2 separate regions of the Mus musculus genome follow, and region 1 is linked to region 2. Evidence: chromatin contacts called from public Hi-C data. All regions are on one chromosome and are shown on one strand. Each heading gives the region's core, a stretch centred on a gene start, on an enhancer-like site or on the middle of the called end of the contact. The rest is flanking DNA. Distances are from core to core; before and after follow the strand shown.

Evidence for each region. A called contact is a pair of places that touch in the nucleus more often than the background predicts.
Region 1: a contact with region 2 is called in a Hi-C map of liver, with 2.6 times the contacts expected there. The contact joins two enhancer-like sites. A contact is called at or near these places in 1 of 15 datasets of contacts at CTCF or cohesin (the NIH/3T3 cell line), 1 of 484 Hi-C or Micro-C datasets (liver) and 2 of 115 datasets of contacts at active chromatin or transcription factors (the NIH/3T3 cell line and embryonic fibroblasts).

The regions. Positions count from the first base shown.
Region 1 is chr6:144,055,155-144,057,881 of GRCm38.p6, forward strand. All of the region lies in intron 3 of Sox5 (SRY (sex determining region Y)-box 5), which reads right to left. Among named protein-coding and RNA genes, the nearest start is that of Gm52485, 70 kb to the left of the region's middle. Within about 2 kb of position 1,322, at least 108 of the 459 cell types and tissues checked have an H3K27ac peak or open chromatin away from gene starts, as enhancers often do. A contact at or near this core is called in liver, where this site is marked.
Region 2 is chr6:143,632,542-143,635,274 of GRCm38.p6, forward strand. 1700060C16Rik (RIKEN cDNA 1700060C16 gene) reads right to left here. Exons shown (of 5, transcript NR_045732.1): 2 at 2,331-2,425. Among named protein-coding and RNA genes, the nearest start is that of 1700060C16Rik, 17 kb to the right of the region's middle. Within about 2 kb of position 1,425, at least 6 of the 459 cell types and tissues checked have an H3K27ac peak or open chromatin away from gene starts, as enhancers often do. A contact at or near this core is called in liver, where this site is marked.

The DNA of each region.
Region 1 (2,727 bases), core at 72-2,571, 420 kb after region 2:
GAGGGGACATCTGTTTACCACATATGATACCGTATTACAAAATAAACAGGAAAACCACTTGAGAGACCAAGATGGTTAGATCCAAATGAAACTGTAATTTTCCAAGGTTCACAGGGGCGATGCCCAGGTCTGTCATCTTCTCCTCATAGATATACATTCCTATTTTCCCTTCAGGAAGTAAAGAGTTTAGAATGTCAGTGCAGTGAGATACGACACTAATGAACACACCAATGCTAAGGGCTCCCTACTATACCATGACACTCAGTACCACTATATGCCTTTATTAAACCTAAATATATTATGCTAGATTATAATCAATTTTTATAATACAACTTTTATAATAATGCTCATAGCATGTGGCTACCAGGAAAGCTCTTATAGTGAGATAGCTGGCTGTATTTTTCCATTAAAGCCTTCTTGTGGAGTGTCTATAGTTCTTCCTGTCACATATTTCCAGCTAACTGTTCCCTCTGTACTTATGTTTGCCTAACAATAGCCAGTCCCCTTTCAATGATTAATTGTGTATAGCACCAATTTGCTTCCTTCCTTTTGGTCAGGATGCCTCGCTTGGCACCAAACCAACTCCCTACCCATTCCCTTGTCCCATTTCTTTCCTCTCCACAGGTCACTCACTATCTTCCAACCCTCCAAGTTGGCCTGAATCACATTAAGTCAAAATTATTAGGAGCTCGCAGCAACCCCCCAACAGGAGGCTACTCAGTTAACTAAAACAAAACGTTGAGGGACCAAGGCTGCTGCTACTGAACCTCAAAGTGCTATGGTCACTCAGAGGAGACCTTGACAGTCTTGAGAGAACTGTGACTCTGCAATGGTAAAGCCTCTCTCTCTCTCTCTCTCTCTCTCTCTCTCTCTCTCTCACGCACACATCCATGCACATATACATACACTCTCAAAATCCCTATCAAATTCTCTACTTCAGAATATTTTTGCATGTGTTTCTTTACTCTTGTGCTTTTTGCTTTGTTTTCTGATTCACACACTTCGCGCGCGACACGTCACAGCCTGCAAGCAGAAACAACATCACATAGAAACCTCACTGGACAAGGATAAGTCTCAGGTTTCTCAGACCATCACCTAACTGGCAAATATGGCATGTCTGTCAGTTTTCTTTCTGAAGCCCTCTTTCTGAGAAGATCGGGCATTCTTCAGAACAGACATTGGAATCTGAGTCTTAGCTAATTTTTCTCAGAGTTTTTATTAGATTCAAGTCAGTGAATGGTTAGTCTACTGGCTGGAATCCAGGGTGCTTAGCCAGAGTGGAGGGGTGCTTGCTTCACAAAGTTAAATACATAACAGGTTTGTAAACACACTGTAGCTTTCAAGCACAATAGAGTGCTCAGCAAAGCCTGCCTCCTTAGATGTTCATAGGAGAAGAGGGGAAATGCAAACCCATGTTCATGAATGCAGTCATACATGCAATGTCTCCATACGTATCATGTTCCATGGGGCATCATGGAGGTTCCCTTGTTATCTAGAGGTAGATTCTATATCACTCCCCAAGTTTACTTAACTCTCCCCATTCACTCCCCCCACATAAGGAAGGGTGGGGAGAAAACTAAGAACTCTGCATCAGCTTACCCAGAGATCTGCTACACTGCCTCCCTGTTCCTATTTTCTTTATTTGTGTAGCTGTTAGACATTTCTGCAGAGAAGGGGAGCAGCAGCCAGGCTCGCACAACAAAAGGCCTACTGTCACAGAGCCAGCCTCAGACATGGTGGAAACCGGCCCACAGGAAAAGGCCTGGCTCCAGTGTTAGGCCCCGGCCGAGTACAGTCTCTATATTCAGTTAAATTGGCAACGGGTCTCAGTGTTCCTGGCTTTGAGCTGTGAACAAGGGTCGGGATTGAATAACCAATTACACAACCGCTGACTGAGTTTACTCAAGGTTTGCAAACTGCTATAATAGCCCAGTATTCAGGCGACTGTTTCATCCCCAGCCAGGTGCGGTGTCATATCTACCCTCATGTTCCATTTACATGTCACCTTATCACATACGTCCATCAAAAAGGTTAATACAGTGTCGCACTCGACACTTAAATGAGGGGCTCTGCCTCTCCACTGGGCACTTCACACCGACACCTCTCTTTGTCTCTCGCTTTCCCTCTGTAAGTTAAACCAAGTTTCTGTCAGAGCTACAAAATGGAGTTTGAAAGAACAGTAGCTAACTGTCGACAGTTTTCCAAAACACTGCTTACACTAATCGGCTGTTTGAACCACCTCAGTGTACCAAGAATGTGACAGTTCTGCCATTTGGCTACTCACAGGGGCACCCAGATCTGAGGCATTTCTATCGACCAACCCAGAAGTGCGGCTTCCTCTTTTGCCAAAGCGAGCATCTCAGTCAACATTCAGGGACCGTAGCAGTCCCAGCGCATGGCAATGCCTGTCTTTAGACAAACTGTTGAGATGGAGCTCAACTTCCGACATGGAACTGCAAGAAGTATTCCTGGATATCTACATAGCTGACATCATGGAATGAGTAACTCCTAGCCGATAACCAGAATGACAGACGTGGAGACATGAAGGGCTATCGGACTTGGGGAAGAGAGTTGGCAAGTTTTGATATCTTGATCTTTACCTTTGAATTGTAACCCGTGCTCCCATGAATAGGTCATTTAGAGATAATCCAGTCTTCGCCACTGAGGTTGTTTATCTTTAAAAATGATTAATACAGATTCTAAAGCTTTTCCCCCAAAACTATAAAA
Region 2 (2,733 bases), core at 175-2,674:
AGCTATGAGTTGCAAACTCAGGAGCTACTGAGAACAAAGTGATACCACAGTCATGGGACTGAGGATCTAAATTTACACTAAAACTAATCTTTAAAGGAAAGGAAGGAAAGGAGGGGAAGTCCAAGGAAAATGGGAAATAAATGAGAGGATGGGATTTCGAAGCAAATCCAGAAACATTGCAGTGGAAGAGGCCTTGCCTTAGACATCTGAGGCACTAGGTCTGGTATCTAACACCGAGAAGACAGCAGATAAACAAACAATTCTGAGAGTAAATTCTGTATAGATGGGGAAACTGCAGTTATGTGAAGGAATAGTTCCAGTTTAGTGGAAAGGGAGCCATGAGTAGACCCAGACTGCCTGTGAGAAATGGGCACTGAGAAATAAGTCACACCGAGCAAACACGGTCATTAGACAGGCATCGTAGCCAAGGTGCGTTCCTAAGGCCCAAATGGGTTCCTGCTGCCCTTTTTGGTTGGCAGTTTCTTTAGATTTAGCTATGTTGTTTAAAGTTAGGTTTCTGCCCCAAGTGATTAAAATCCAGTTCCTATAAATCCTGAAAGTCTAGAGTGTTGCTTCGGTCCCACGGTCACCACTGTGGTGTAGACCACACTCCTGGAAGACTCATGGTATAGCTTAAAGTCATTATTGTAAAGACATCCCCTCATATTTCCAATTTGTAGGACTTTTTATTTGCCACCAGCATCTTGTTTTCACAAACTGTGTGTGGTTCTTATTTATTTGTTTTGTTTGTTTTCTCTTTCTTTTTGTTTTTACATGAGATTTCACTAAATGATGAACAATTCATAAAACACAGACTTACTGGTTGAAGTTAGATGCATGAGTTTGTAAAATAAGGTTATCTTGTTTACTGTATATTTTGACAGGTGCAGTTAACAAAATAGACTCACTGGTGACCCCAAGATAAGTGACAGACATATGAACATTAACTGGATCAGATTCTTAGTCCATTCTCTCTAAGGCAATAAAGTTGTCAAAACTTTTGAGCAGAGAGGGCCTTGAGCTCTCAATATATGGTATATTTGGAACAAACATGACACAGGTCTTAATGACCAGACCATCAAATGTCAGGTAGGGTTCCATCCACAGGCATCAAAGCCACATGGACCAGTGGTATCGTGTCCCTGAACCAGCTGTGTGCTGAGGCCTGGTGACCTCAGGAGGTCTTGGCTCCTTCAGCACGATGAACAGAAAAGGGCAGTCTTGCACATTTGAAACTTCCCGAGCCTGTGTCTCTGAAGACAGGGAGTGTGATTGGCGGTTTCAGGTCACCCTGATTATATATTGACTCTGTCCCTCTGATAGCGGCTGCCAGATCCCACTTGCAGGGCTTCTATCCTGCCACCCTCCCTACCAGGTCAGCATGACATTTTTGTTGAAAGAGACTCATCCCAGCGCTGATTGCTACGTACTGTGGGTTCTGCCTGCTTCAGCCCTTTCCCCATCCATTGGAGCATCTGCCCTCACCCCCATATTCAGCTCCATTCATTCAACAACACATACATTCCTCAGGGCTACATGTCAGAGATGCAGCCCTCAGCAGACTCAGGAATGCCACTTGCAGAGAAAAAGCAAAGAGAAAACAAAAGGCACCTACCCTAAGAATGTTTCACAATTAGTCTATGGGCAGGTACCAGCGGGCAAGTTATGAGAATATTATGAGTATTTTCCAGAGTTCTTTTTCCCCCAGAATCTAATAACTTTCATTCTGAAGTCTCTTTGAAACAACATTCACCTGCCATTATGTGCACACATACGAGTATAGCCTATATAAGGTTTCATATATGTGACATATAGATGCCTTTTAAGTGAAAACATTAATTATGGCTTTTTTTCTTCTAAAAATGTGTTTAGAAAATTGAATTCCTTTGAGCGATATGGGCCCAATAGCCAGCTGAGTGATTGATATTTTTCAGTGGCTTTGTGTAGAGAGGGGACTTTGGTCTCAGATCTGACTTTGCCCCGCAGCTCTCTAAGCTTTCTGTCAACTTTTAACTAGCCTCAAAAACCGTCTATGAAACCGTGAGATTTTCGGTGTGAGTTTCATTCGCTTCTGCACGCAGGTTGTCAGCGTGGACTTTCTCTAAGTTTAAATAAACTGCTTCTTGCTTCTAAGGAGTCATGTGCAGTATAGCTTGTTTCTCCTGGGTAATAACTATCTTTCCGCATCGATTCCCAAATGAGGGAGCTGTCAACATCTGTTTCTGGCAACGTAAGAAAGAGAAGGGATGTTGGAGCCAGTGACTTGTTTCCTGTGGGAATAATTCAGGGTTTGAACACATCCTTGACTGTTAATTTATAAGCACACTCACCATTTTCTCCTCTCCATCAAAATGCATGCCAGTATTGAGCAGTCTCGGGGAATAGAAAGCAACATATCGCAAACCCAGAGTCGAGTCTCGAGCTTCTGTTGAGGGAAGCAGAGGTCAAGGGAAATTTAGCAAATGTTCTATTGTCTGCTACACATTTGAAAATCGGCAGTATGGATAGTGACTAACAAAATGAGGTTACACTGCAGCAGCTGAGTGATCCAGCTCTCTCCCCATTCCTCCAGGTGTGACAAGAAAGCCCCACCAGATGTGGGTGGCAGCTTGGCAGCCTGGCCAGGCAGGGACCAAAGAGCTGAGTGTGCAAGATGAAGGCTAAGTGTCGAGGGCTAGAGAATTGCTAAAATGTGGGAGAAGCTAAGATTTGCAATCCAGGGCACCCAGCCAT